Linked DNA regions of Macaca mulatta: region 2 is linked to region 1. The links are chromatin contacts, called in public Hi-C maps. All regions are on one chromosome and are shown on one strand. The core of a region is the stretch at or near the end of the contact, and the rest is flanking DNA. Distances in the headings are between cores, read along the strand shown.

Region 1 (7,355 bases), core at 1,760-4,259:
CAGAAGAAAAGGCATGATCTCGGCTCACAGCAACCTCCGCCTTCTGGGTTCAAGCAATTCTCCTGCCTCAGCCTCCCAAGTAGCTGGAATTACAGGAGCCCGCCACCACATCCAGCTAATGTTTGTTTATTTATTTTATTTTATTTTATTTTATTTTTTGAGACAGAGTCTTGCTCTGTCACCCAGGCTGGAGTGTAGTGGCACAATCTTGGCTCGCTGCAACCTCTGCCTCCTGGGTTCAAGCAATTCTCCTGCCTCAGCATCCCAAGTAGCTGGGATTACAGGCTCCCGCTGCCATGCCCTGCTAATTTTTGTATTTTTTTTTTTCTAGTAGAGATGGGGTTTCACCATGTTGGCCAGGCTGATCTCGAACTCCTGACCTCGTGATCCACCCACCTCGGCCTCACAAAGTGCTGGGATTATAGGCATGAGCCACCTCGCCTGGTTAATTTTTGTATTTTCAGTAGGGACGGAGTTTCACCATGTTGGCCAGGCTGGTCTCCTATTCCTGACCTCAGGTGATCCACCCGCCTTGTCCTCCAGAAGTGCTGGGATTACAGGCGTGAGCCACCGTGCCCAGCCGCCTAGCCCTTTTCTAATGTATAATACCACATCTGTCTATCTTACTTCTATCTGAGTAGCAAAATCACAGGCAATAAATGGTGACTGTGGCCTCAATTCGTTAGTCGAGGCGTTACTGTAGCTCCATCCTTATTCCAACAACATAATCAAGGGAAGAGGAGATTATCTGTCACCTGTCCTGAGGGGCAGGCTGTCGCCTTATGATAGCCCTTCATGGGCATGGCCAGCCTGTCACGGGGGGCAGTGAAGGGGACGCATTCACTCAGAATCTTAACTCCATGCTGATGATGGCTTGGTTTTAGGATCAGTGATTCCCATTTGCCTCATAAGTATCACCTAGGAAATTCTCATTCAGTAGGGGTAGGCTTAGGCCCCTCAAATCTGAACTTCAGAAAGCAAGAGGGGAATGTTCCTGGGAAATACTCACCAAGTGAAAAGAACACTTTTTAAATTCAAATCTCTGCTTCCCCATTTTCTGTCCATGTGACCTTAGGCAAGTCACTTAAACTCGGAGAGCTTTGGTTTCTTTATTATATAACAGAAAAAAGAAAAGTTATCTCGTTTTCATTTTACTTTTCATAATATCAAAACCTCTTAACCTATAGCTCTGACCATAGGAGAAAAGTGAAATCGTGTATTGCATGTATTTATACTGTACTAAAATGCTTTTGAAAAGCATACTTATTTACTCAGTTAATATCCCTGATGCAGTGACCCTGAAAGTTGCTGTTACAAGGCTTGTTTTGTATTTGAGGAATCTGAAATTTGGAGATTAGTAACTTGTCCAAGATCACTCAGATAATACACATGGCCAAAATTCTAACTCAAATATATTGCCTTCAAAATTATATAGCCATTGGATTATTATATTCTTGGACTTAGCAGGTGCTGAGTCACCCACTCATTCAAGAGACACTTACGCATATCGGTGGACTCCAGGGATTGCTATAGGTACTGGAGATACAGCCCACATTACTCATGGGCTGCTGTCACCCATGAAGCCACTGGCCAGCCCTCCTCACTTCTGCATGCAGCCCTGAGTTGACACCAGGTTGCCTCCCACATCCTTGTTTGCTTGAAACCCACCACCATAAGTGGTTCTAGCTGAGTAAACTGCTGCCCAGTCGGATCCCCCAGTTTTATCCGTCAGATCCAAGATTCACAGAGCAAAGGCTGGGTGCAGAGACCTCCTGGCAGAAGGAGGTACTGGAATATTGACATGTATCTTCTCTGCTCTAGTTAGTTACATTTGAGGAAACTTCAGATGCTCCCCATCCTGATGCACAGATTAGAGCTCTAACTGCTCTCAGAAGAACAGCAAATTAGAGAGCGTACCAAGAGTTTATACTTTTTAAAAGCTTAAATCTGATTTCAAAACAATTCCTGTTTACTAAAGACTTGCTAGAAAATAGGGATAATGAAATTTACCCACCAATCCCGACACTCAGATCAACGATAATTGCCGTCAACATTTTAGTGAACATAGTTCTGATTTTGTAAAGCACAGATATTAAGATTTTATAACGTTTATCTCTGGTATCTGCTTCTAAAATCAGCTTTGCAAGTGAGAAGAAAAGAATAACCACTACATCATTTAAAAGAGAATTCTGCTACTTCATCCGTTCATTCAACAAATACTTGAGTGTGTAGCATATGCCAGCCACAGTTACAGGTGCTGGGGAGCAGCAGTGCACAAAACTCGATGGCCTTTGTGGAGTCTAGAGTTTAGTCAGGGAGAGAAAGAGAGAGACACTGGACAAATAAATAAACACACATAAGTGCACAATTTATGACACGTTTCAAGAAGGAAATGAACAAAGTGAAGGAAGTGAACGGGATGGGGAGACATACTTTTGGACTAGAACTTACTTAGGTCAGGGAGAATATTTCTGAGACTGTGACACTCACATAAACATAATGCTCTAGATTATAGCAACCTGGTATAAGTCAAAAGTCACTGTGGGTGAATAAACATTTGTCACTTAAGTCCATGTTTCAATTTTCTTATTAATTGATATGGATAGATCTTGCCACTGCATTTCAGCCTGGGCAACAGAGCAAGACTTGGTCTCAAGAAAAAAGGAAAAGAAAAGAATATTGTAAAGAAATGTTGCTTTACATAGTCCCCATAAATACGCCATAATCAAATATAATCAATTACACAGTATTTGAACCTGTTTTAGTCCCTGGTGGAAAGTCTGAGGTAAAAGAAAAAAACATGAGCTTTAGTGTTATATAACATCCAGATGCCAATTTTTTTCTTTTTTGGCCTGATACTAGCTGTTGATTTAGAAAAGCTATTTAATCCCTTTGAGCTTTACTTTCCTTGATTATGGGAAAAAAATAAAAGGCATAAACAGAGTGAAAAAAATTAACCTCCTTGATGCTGGAGAAATAGAGTAGCGCTGGGTGGTGGTTGGATTTTTCTTTCAACTCAATAGCGCTCTGTTAGTAGCAGAAACCCCACATGGAGGTTTCTCCAGTTCCTGGAGAAACCTGGGTAACCGACTCAGCAGGTTGAAGCCTTATCACTGTGGTTTTTCTTTTTAAGATATGGAAACTTCCGGTTTCCTTTTGTGCCTCTTTTATTTCACTTACTTTATTGCATCACAAGCTATGTGGTAGTGGTTTCACTTTTACCATGTGAACTGGATTATCCCACTGCAAATCTCCCTTGAGTTCTTGGAAAAATATCTAGCATTGATAAGAAACAGGAAAATTTTAAGAAAATACCCAACTAAGGAACAATTGAATGTTTGACAGAGTTTGCAGAGACTTTAGGGAGATCTTAACAGGCTCTTTTTTTTTTTGTTTTGAGACAGGGTCTCCCTCTGTCACCGAGGCTGGAGTGTAGTGGCATGACCTCGGGTCACTGCAACCTCTGGCTCCAGGGTTCAAGCGATTCTCCCACCTCAGCCTCCTGAGTAGCTGGAATTACCGGTGTGTGCACCACAGCCTGGCTAATTCTTGTATTTTTAGTAGAGACAGGGTTTCACCATATTGGTCAGGCTGATCTCAAACTCCCTACCTCAGGTGATCTGCCAGCCTTGGTCTCCCAAAGTGCTGGGATTACAGGTGTGAGTCACCTCCCTGGGCAACAGTTTCTTTCCTTCTTTCTTCCTTCCTTTCCTTTCCTTTCCTTTTTCTTTTTTTTTTTTTTTTTGAGATGGAGTTTAGCTCTGTCACCCAGGCTGGAGTGCAGTGACATGATCTCAGCTCACTGCAACCTGTACCTCCTGGGTTCAAGCAATTCTCCTGCTTCAGGCTCCCAAGTGGCTGGGATTACAGGCACCCGCCACCACGCCCCACTATTTTTTTTTTTTTTTTAGTAGAGATGGGGTTTCACCACGTTGAACAGGTTGGTCTTGGACTCCTGACCTCTAGTATCTGCCTGCCTCGGCCTCCCAAAGTGCTGGGATTACAGGTGTGAGCCACTGTACAAAAAACTAGCCGGGCGCGGTGGCGGGCGCCTGTAGTCCCAACTACTCGGGACGCTGAGGCAGGAGAATGGCGTGAACCCGGGAGGCGGAGCTTGCAGTGAGCTGAGATCCGGCCACTGCACTCCAGCCTGGGCGGCAGAGCGAGACTCGTCTCAAAAAAAAAAAAAAAAAAAAGAAAGGTCAGTTTAAAGGCCTGTTTTTGTGTCTCAGGGAATTACACGGAGTGTTTGTTTTTTAATACACTGGGACAAAGAAGAGCAAGCCTAGTATTGAATGTCCTGAGCCTTATAGCTATGCAGCTGCCCAGGCGGGCTTTTCTTTTCCTAACCCAGCTGGATTGCCATAGACCAAGGAGAAGTCTCTTGACCCAGGAAGAAAACATGGGTTCTATCCCCAGGAGTGGAGTCAGAGTATTTCCCAGATGCTGGTCCCCATCCAACTAGAGGCCGTTTCCTCTGCCTTGCAACCACTGGCAGGTACAGGCACTTCTGCCCACAAGACAATCTGGCAGCAGTAACACTTCCTAAGGGAGCCAGGGACAGATGGCTCTGACATGGTACAACAGCCTGCAGAGGAAAGAAACATGGGACAGCAATCTCTCTCCTCTATTGTCTCTTCCAATGACACTTTCTTTCTTCCTTTCTTATTTTGAAGAAAAGAAGACATGAGTTAGTATCAAATGTGGCAGGAATTGTGGGCCAGGCGCGGTGGCTCACTCCTGTAGTCCCAGCACTTTGAGAGGCCAAGAGGGGAGGATTGCTTGAGCCCAGGAGTTCAAGACCAGCCTGGGCAACATAGGGAGATGCTGTATCTACAAAAATAAATAAATAAATAAATAAATAAATAAATAAATAAAATTAGCTGGGCACGGTGGCGCCCACCTGTAGTGCCAACTACTCTGGAGGCTGAGATGAGGGGATCGCTTAAGCCTGGGAGTTCCAGACTGCCCTGCACTCCAGCCTGGGCAACAGAGCCAGACCCCATCTCAAAAAAACAAAACAAAATAAAACAAAAAAACAAAGAATAGAAATGAGTAATGCTGTACTTGTACAGGTGACTGTGCATCTGAACTCATGGAATTATTGCGGTCTAAGTTCATAGAACTCATTATTAAAGAGGGGATCACAGTTGAAAATCACATGTAAGTAAATTAACAAAACTCTCTGTAGTCTAAGTCAAAAATTAATATGAAGCAAACATAGAAAAAAAACATTTGCTTGGTCTGCATGGAGAAAAGTGCTTAACTCTAGCAATAACTGGATTTGATGAGATGTTTTTCATGTGGTAAAACACTGGGCTATGTGTTGTGGCTCATACTTGTAATTTTAGCACGTTGGGAGGCTGAGGCAGAAGGGTCCCTTGAGCCCAGGAGTTTGAGACCAGCCTGGGCAACATAGGTAGACCTTGTCTCTATAAAAATAAAATAATACATGAAATAAAATGAAAAAAGAAAACCACATCCTTATCAGAAAATTAAATACAAAGAGTGGGCGTGGTGGATCATGCCTATAATCCTAGCACTTTGGAAAGCTAAGACTGGAAGATCTCTTGAGCTCTAGAGTTTGATACCAGCCTGGGAAACATGGAGACAATCTGTCTCTACATAAACTACAAAAATTAGCCAGGCATAGAGGCTCGCTACTTGGGAGGCTGACAGGGGAGGATCCCTTGAACCCAGGAGTTCAAAGCTGCAGTGAGCTGTGTTCACCACCGCACTCCAGCCTGGGTGACAGAGTGAAACTCTGTTTCAAAAACAGAAAGAAAAGTAAATTAAAAAGTAAATCTAGAATTCCATGAATTGTGGGCACACATGTAGTGATGGTCTTCAGTAATGGTTCTCATGCTTTAGCTAAAACCATTTATAAATGCTAAACATTGTTTAAAAAAAAAATACAGATTCCTGAATCTCACTTCTAGATATTCTGATGAAGTAATTTTAAGGGTGCAGCCCAGAAATCTATATTTTAGTAAGCTCACCGAATACTTCTGACTCACGAGTCAGTTCCCTGGACCAACTTTAGAAACTATAGTCTCCCAAAAACAGAAAGAAAACTTATTTGGGGCCGGGCGCGGTGGCTCAAGCCTGTAATCCCAGCACTTTGGGAGGCCGAGACGGGCGGATCACGAGGTCAGGAGATCGAGACCATCCTGGCTAATATGGTGAAACCCCGTCTCTACTAAAAATACAAAAAAAAACTAGCCGGGCGAGGTGGTGGGCGCCTGTAGTCCCAGATACTCGGGAGGCTGAGGCAGGAGAATGGCGTAAACCCGGGAGGCGGAGCTTGCAGTGAGCTGAGATCCGGCCACTGCACTCCAGCCTGGGCGACAAAGCGAGACTCCGTCTCAAAAAAAAAAAAAAAAAAAAAAAAAGAAAACTTATATGGGAATATACGAAGCCAAACTGCAAGAACATTAGTGTCAGATTCCAAAATCCAATGTTCCCACTTTAAAACATTTGCCCGTGGGCACTGGTACATGACTTTCAGTCTCACCGATCCTTCATTGTCTCCATAGCAACAATGGCTTAGAAAAGGAAATCACAGAGGAAATAAGAAAATTGTTAATGCTACTTCTTTTTTTTTTTTTTTTTTTTGAGATGGAATCTCACTCTCTTGCCCAAGCTAGAGTGCAGTGGCATGATCTTGGTTCACTGCAACCTCCGCCTCCTGGGTTTAAGTGACCTCGTGCCTCAGACTCCCAAGTAGCTGGGATTACAGGTGCACACCACCATACCCAGCTAATTTGTGTATTTTCAGTAGAGACAGAGTTTTGCCATGTTGGCCAGGCTGGTCTCAAACTCCTGGCCTCAAGTGATCCTCCTGCCTCAGCCTCCCAAAGTGCTGAGATTACAGACAGGTGTGAGCCACCACGCCTGGCCAAAATAATGAAGTGTTTCATAATGACGATGTCTTACACTAGATAAAATATTCTATTAATACCTGTCTCCTAGGGTTTTCTGGATGTTAACTGAGCCAAGATACCTAAAATGCTTAGAATTATAAGTGGCTAATATTAACATTAATCACTTAATAAATGTAATATGTTAGCTGGGCATGATGGCATGTATGTAGTTCCAGCTACTCTGGAGGCTGTGGCAGGAGGATCACTTGAGTCCAAGAGTCTTAGGCCACAGTGACCTATGATTGTGCTTGTAAACAACCACTGCACTCCAGCCTGGGCATCATAGTTGACCCTGTCTCTAAAATAAATAAATATATATGTGTGTGTGTATATATGTATATATACATATATGTGATATATGTGTAAACATAGATCTCATATGTTACATACTATGTAATATGTGTTATATATAACATGCATGTTTACATATAT
Region 2 (7,355 bases), core at 1,368-3,867, 120 kb before region 1:
ACTGCCTCCCACCACCAGGGGACCTCTGGCATGGGCACAGAGAGGGTCTTTTCTTTCTTTTTTTTTTTTTTTGGAGACGGAGTCTCGCTCTGTCGCCCAGGCTGGAGTGCAGTGGCCGGATCTCAGCTCACTGCAAGCTCCGCCTCCCGGGTCTAGGCCATTCTCCTGCCTCAGCCTCCCGAGTAGCTGGGACTACAGGCGCCAGCCACCTCGCCCGGCTAGTTTTTTGTATTTTTTAGTAGAGACGGGGTTTCACTGTGTTAGCCAGGATGGTCTCGATCTCCTGACCTCGTGATCCGCCCGTCTCGGCCTCCCAAAGTGCTGGGATTACAGGCTTGAGCCACCGCGCCCGGCCCTGAGAGGGTCTTTTCTTAAAAGAAGACAAGAATCTGGCCGGGCGCGGGGGCTCAGCCTGTAATCCCAGCACTTTGGGAGGCCGAGGCAGGTGGATCACTTGAGGCCAGGAGTTCAAGACCAGGCTGGCCAACATGGTGAAACCCTGTTTCTACTAAAAATACAAAAATTAGCCAGGTGTGGTGGCACATGCCTGTAATCCAAGCTACTTGGAAGGCTGAAGCAGGAGAATCACTTGAACCCAGGAGGCGGAGGCTACAGTGAGCCGTGATTGCACCACTGCACTCCAGCCTGGGCAAAAGAGCGAGACTCTGTCTCAAAGAAAGAAGAAGAGAAGACTCCACAGTCAGGTTTCCTTAAGTAACAGTCACCCCCGGGGAGTTAAAAAACATCCTTCCACTAATAAAAATGTATTTGTGCACAACTGGGACGAATGTTCACCAGGGCAGGGATCGATGTCTGTTTTGATCACTGCTATATCTCAAATGCCTACAATAGCGTCTGGCATGTAAACATCTCTGTTGAATAAGTGAGTGAATTCCTTTTCAGAAATCTGTTTGTCAAGAGGTGTTCTCAGGGAGGCAGGATCTGTGTCTCTTCTCATTTTCCAAGCACAAAGCTGAGCACTTGAGAAGAACTAGTTTCATTCTTGCTAGTGGACCAATTGGTTATCTCATGGAACAGGCAAAAGTAATTGGACCATAGGTATGCTGTGTCTTTTTTTTTTCTTGAGACAGAGTCTTACTCTGTGGCCCAGGCTGGAGTGCAGTGGCATGATCTCGGCTCACTGCAACCTCTGATTCCTGGGTTTAAGCAATCCTCCCACCTCAGCCTCCTGAGTAGCTGAGATTACAGGCATGCGCCACCATGCCTGGCTAATTTTTGTATTTTTAGTAGAAATGGGGTTTAGCCATGTTGGTCAGTCTGGTCTCGAATTCCTGACCTCAAGTGATTTACCTGCCTCAGCCTCCCAAAGTGTGGGATTACAGGTGTGAGCCATCACGCCCAGCCAATATGTGTGCATGTGTCTTTATAATAGAACAATTTACATTCCTTTGGGTATATATCCAGTAATGGGATTGCTGAGTCAAATGATATTTCTGTTTTTAGGTCCTTGAGGAATTGCCACACTGTCTTCCACAATGACTGAATTAATTTGCACTCTCGCCAGCAGTGTAAAAACGTTCCTTTTTCTCTGCAACCTCACCAGCATCTGTTATTTTTTGACTTTTTAATAATAGCCACTCTGGTGTGAGATGGTATCTCATTGTGGTTTTGATTTGCATTTCTCTAATGATCAGTGATATGAAGCTTTTTTCATATGATTGCAGCACTATTCACAATATCAAAGACATGGAATCTACTAAATGCCTATCAATGGTAGACTGGATAAAGAAAATGTGGTACATGCATACCACGGACTACTATGCAGCCATAAAAAAGAATGAGCTCATGTCCTTTGCAGGGACATGGATGGAGCTGGAGGCCATTATCCTTAGCAAACTAACACAGGACGAGAAAACTAAATACCGCATGTTCTCACTTATAAGTGGGAGCTAAATGATGAAAACATGTGGGCACATAGAGGGGAACAACACACACTGGGGCCTATCAGAGGGTGGAATGTGGGAGGAGGGAGAGGATCAGGAGACATAGCTAATGGGTACTAGGCTTAATACCTGGGTGATGAAATCATCTGTACAGCAACCCCATGACACAAGTTTACCTGTATAACAAACCTGCACATGTACCCCTGAACTGAAAATAAAAGTTAAAAAAAAAGGAAATGGACAATTTTTTTTTTTTTAATCCAGTGAAGTTCCGCTCGCTGTTGAGTGAGCTTTTACCTAAGTTTCTGCACATCCGATCACTGTGAAGGGCCCCCAGTCATGGTCTGAACGTTGCTCAAATACTCACCAATGAATGACTACGAAATAAGTGGCAAGGGCAAAACCACAGCAAGAAGGAACATGAGGAGCAGACTCTTCCTTTGGCCTCTGTCTGGCCAGGTTCCTTATTTTCTTTGGGTGGAGGACTCAGACTGGGTGCACCCAGTCACTGGCAGCCTTGGAGAGCAGCGGCCCTGGGTAGGACGGCAGGAAGTGGCAGTGGTGAGCAACGGTAGCTCGACTCGGGCAGCACTCACAGATTTCACGGAACATGGACGAGGCTCTCGTCATGGGCTGACCACAGAGCCACAGCAGCATGTGTGCTTTGCCCGAGTTACCTGAAACTTCACGCCCAGGAGCCAGTGACGCACAGGGAGAATTTCAGCAATAATGCTGGGCGGGCAGCACCTGTCCAAGACCTCATTAAGTGCTTTATTTCTATCAGGACACGTTCAGTGACAGAGAACTTCTGAAATAAAGCTTTGGTTATTCCACACCCAACTTCACCCAGAAATATACAGAAGTATATTCTCCACCACTGGAAGAATGAGGTTGCTTCGGTAAAGTGATGTTTTAAAGAGCTGCCTTAACATCATTTAAGTATCTAAAAACATAATTGTTGTTAAATGAGAAAATTGTCAACCAACTGTTCTCCATATTCACAAAGGGCAAAAGGGAGAGAAATAGGTTAACATTTGGAGAAGAGGCATTGATTAGACTGCATGGGTGTTTTTTATTTATTACTATTTTTTAATGTTTTAAAACTATTTATTTATTTATTTATTTATTTATTTGAGATGGAGTCTCGCTCTGTTGCCCAGGCTGGAGTGCAGTGGCGCTATCTCGGCTCACTGCAAGCTCCGCCTCCCGGGTTCAAGCAATTCTCCTGCCTCAGCTTCCCGAGTAGCTGGGACTACAGGCACCTGCCACCACACTCAGCTAATTTTTTGTATTTTTAGTAGAGACGGGGTTTCACCGTGTTAGCCAGGATGGCCTTGATCTCCCGACTTCGTGATCCATCCACCTTGGCCTCCCAAAGTGCTGGGATTACAGTTGTGAGCCACCGCGCCCAGCCTAAAATTTTATTTTTTTTTAAAGACAGTGTCTCACTCTATTGCCCAGGCTGAAGTGCAGTGGCATGATTAGCCTTGATTTCCTGGGCTCAAGTGTTCCTCCTGCCTCAGCCTCCTGAGTAGCTGGGACTACAGGTGTGCACCACCAAGCCTGGCTAATAATAAGAAATATTGTAAAATAATGATAGTTAATTATTATTATTATTTTATTTTGGTTTTGCTTTGTTATCCGGGCTCGTCTCAAACTACTGGACTCAAGTGACCTTCTCACCTCAGCCCCCCAAAGGGCTGAGATTACAGGTGTGAGCCACCACACAGGCACTTTTAAATGTAAGGATGACTAATATATAAAACAGGCTTCCAAGAACAATTATAAAACTTCCCTCCCTAGAGAGACAAGACAAGAAGGACCTGTATATTCATTCAACAAGTGCTGTAATGAACCCCTAACAAGGGCATAGCACCAAGCTAAACGCTAGGGCAGACATAAAAGAAATGCAAGAGAGTGTTTAATCAGAGAGATGGAATTCACATGTGAAAGCAGCCATCACACATTCATCCAGCACACTGTGAGGGCCCCCATTGCAAAAGGCACGATGCAAGACTCCAGAGTATATTATAAAGTCAAGTGAGAGTTCTGCTTCTAGGAAAATGGCAGACTAGAAATCCTGAAACTCTGTTATAAAGCTTTAAAATTTTAGAAAAAAATAAAAAGTTCAATATTTTGAAATGAATGGATAAGCTTGTAGGAAGCCCACATGCAACGAAGCAGAAATACCAGCTCAGGGGGCCAGCCTGCAATGACGCTGGGGTTGACCCTAAAATGCCTTCCAACCCCAGGTGGTTTCAGAAATCTTTGTATCCTGTGAAGTCTCACTTGATGTATTTTTACATAAGTTTCTGCACATCTGATGGCTGTCAAGGGCCCCGCATAATGTCTTGAACATGCCTAAAATACTTTAAAATATCTTCCAACCCCAGGTGGCCTAACCTGTTTGAACAGCCTTGTTTATGGACACAGGAGATAAGCCTTGAGCACCATTTGAACAGAAGTCAAATCAATGAACACCCCCCATCACACACACACACAAGCGCACACACACACCCACACACACAGCCCAGACCCAGGAAATGGTGAAGTGAGAAAAAAGTCTACCTCACTGGCTGGTTGCAGTGGCTCACGCTTGTAATCCCAGCACTTTGGGAGACCAAGGGGGAGCGGATCTCCTGAGGTCAGGAGTTCGAGTCCAGTCTGGTCAACATGGTGAAACCCTGTCTCTGCTAAAAATGTAAAAATTAGCCAGAAGTGGTGGTAGGCGCCTCTATTCCCAGCTACTGGGGAGGCTGAGGCAGGAGAATTGTTTGAACCCAGGAGGCGGAGGTTGCAGTGAGCTGAGATGGCCCCACCGCACTCCAGCCTAGGCAACAGAGTAAAACTTTGTCTCAATTTAAAAAAAAAAAAAAAAAATTGACCTAACTGAAGCAGAGGGCAAAGAGACAGGTTCTATTTCTGCTTTGGCTCTGGGTCATGTCTTTCAGTTCTCCCTGAACATTCATGGCCAATCTTCATGTTGATGGGGTCTGCACAGCTTGGAAAGCCACAAGAGGAGACAGCGTGGATCCGGTTGTAAATGTCTGCAGTGCCAAGCAGACGCAAACACAAATGCTTCTGGAAAAATGTACACTCAAACCAACTAGGCCTTAAATATCAAAGAATCCCCAGAGTAGAGTTTGAAATACCATGAGCTCGGCTGAGGGCGGGGGCTCACGCCAGTAATCTCAGCACTTGGGAGATGGAGGCGGGTAGATCACGAGGTCAAGAGATCGAGACAATCCTGGCCCACCCCATCTCTACTAAAAATACAAAAATTAGCTGGGCCTGGTGGCACGTGCCTGTAGTTCCAGCTACTCAGGAGGCTGAGGCAGGAGAATCGCTTGAACCTGGGAGGCAGAGGTTGCAGTGAGCCAAGATCACACCACAGCACTCTAGCCTGGCGACAGAGCGAGACTTTGTCTCAAAAAAAAAAAAAAAAAAAAAAAAAAATTCCATGAGGAAGAATGCACAGAAAGAAAAAACAATAGAACCAAATCCAAACTATCACAACTATCACATAAAAAGATAATGACTACAATTAAAAATTGAAACGCAAACACCAGATTAGATACAATGAAAGAGCAAATTAGTGGGATGGAAGAAACTTTTGAATACATTACTCAAAATGTACCCTAGATGCCAAAAATAAAAATAAAAAACGAAAGTAATAAAGAGGCTAAGACACATAGCAGAGAAGGCCCAGCATGCACTGAGTTAGGAAAGCAGTAACAGACAATGTGTGTGACAGGCAGTATTAGCAAGGGTAGGACTCGGAATTTTGAGAATTGATATGGCCAGGTGTGGTGGCTCACGCCTGTAATCCCAGCACATTGGGAGGCAGGAGGATTGCCTGAGTCGGAGTTCGAGTCTAGCCTGGGCAACACAGTGAAACCTTCATTCAATATAAAAACGAGCCAGGTGTGGTGGCGCATGCCTGTGGTCCCAGCTACTCAGGAGGCTGAGATGGGAGAATCGCTTGAGCCGGGAGGTTGAGGCTGCAGGAAGCTGAGATTGTGCCACTGCCCTCCAGCCTGAGTGACAGCAAGACCTCGTATAAAAACAAAGAACAAGCAGGGCGTGGTGGCCCACGCCTGTAATCCCAACACTTTGGGAGGCTGAGGTGGGTGGATCACTTAAGGTCAGGCATTTGAGACCAGTCTGGCCAACATGGTGAAACTCCGTCTCTACTAAAAATATAAAAATTAGCCAGATGGGGTGCACCTGTAATCCCAGCTACTTGGGAGGCTGAGGCGGGAGAATACCTTGAACCAGGGAGGTGGACAGAGATCATTGATGTAATACATTCAGCAAGTCCCACAAATCCCAAGTAGAATAATTGTTAAATATATGCGGGGGCCGGGCACTGTGGCTCATGCCTGTAAGCCCAGCACTTTGGGAGGCTGAGGGTGACGAATCATCTGAGGTCAGGAGTTTGAGACCAGCCTGGCCAACATGTGAAACCCTGTCTCTACTAAAAATACAAAAATTAGCCAGGCATGGTGGCGGGCGCCTGTAATCCCAGCTACTCAGGAGGCTGAGGCAGGAGAATCTCTTGAACCTGTGAGGTGGAGGTTGCCATGAGCTGAGATTGCAGCACTGCACTCCAGCCTGGGCGACAAAAGTGAAACTCTGTCTCAAAAAAAAAAAAAAAAAAAAAAAAAGCATCTAGAAAGAAACAGCCAGAGGCAAAACACAGATGACCTAAAAGGAGTAAAAATAAATAGCTAATTCCTCAGCAGCAAAAGTGAAAGTCAGGAAACTGTAGATTATTATCTTCAATATTAATGCTGTCAGAAAGTGAGTATTGACAGGAAATTGCTTGCCCAAAGAAGGCAATTCTTAAAAGAAAAAAGAGTAAAATTGTGACATCTTGAAGATGTTTTTGAAAGATTGTTTTTGAAAAAGCAATACTGAGAATAATTACCATTAACAGACTCTCAAAAACTCTAAAATATACAATTCCCAATGAAAGGAAATGATCATAGAGAAGTCTGAGATACAAGAAAGATTGGTGAATAAATAAAATGTGGGAACTTTTTTTTTTTTTTTTGAGTTTTGCTCTTCTTGCCCAGGCTGGAGTGCAATGGCACTATCTCAGCTCACTGCAACCTCCGCCTCCAGGGTACAAGCAATTCTCCTGCCTCAGTCTCCTGAGTAGCTGGGATTACAGGCGCCTGCCACCACGCCCGGCTAATTTTTTTGTATTTGTTTTTTAGTAGAGATGGGGTTTTACCATGTTGGACAAGCTGGTCTCGAACTCCTGACCGTGGGTGATTCGCCCGCCTCAGCCTCCCAAAGTGCTGGGATTACAGGTGTGAGCCACCATGCCCTGCCTTTTTTTTTTTTTTTTTGGAAACTGAGTCTTACTCTGTTGCCCAGGCTGGAGTGCAGTGATGTGATCTCGGCTCACTGCAACCTCCACCTCCAAGGTTCAAGTGATTCTCC

What was found. A called contact is a pair of places that touch in the nucleus more often than the background predicts.
Region 2: a contact with region 1 is called in a Hi-C map of blood, with 7 times the contacts expected there. The contact joins two enhancer-like sites. A contact is called at or near these places in 6 of 14 Hi-C or Micro-C datasets (CD4 T cells, blood, cortical neurons and 3 more).

What each region holds. Positions count from the first base shown.
Region 1 is chr9:31,759,310-31,766,664 of T2T-MMU8v2.0, reverse strand. No RefSeq gene overlaps it. Among named protein-coding and RNA genes, the nearest start is that of MAP3K8, 16 kb to the left of the region's middle. Within about 2 kb of position 3,009, at least 6 of the 40 cell types and tissues checked have an H3K27ac peak or open chromatin away from gene starts, as enhancers often do. A contact at or near this core is called in CD4 T cells and blood, where this site is marked.
Region 2 is chr9:31,874,748-31,882,102 of T2T-MMU8v2.0, reverse strand. No RefSeq gene overlaps it. Among named protein-coding and RNA genes, the nearest start is that of MAP3K8, 100 kb to the right of the region's middle. Within about 2 kb of position 2,617, at least 16 of the 40 cell types and tissues checked have an H3K27ac peak or open chromatin away from gene starts, as enhancers often do. A contact at or near this core is called in CD4 T cells and blood, where this site is marked.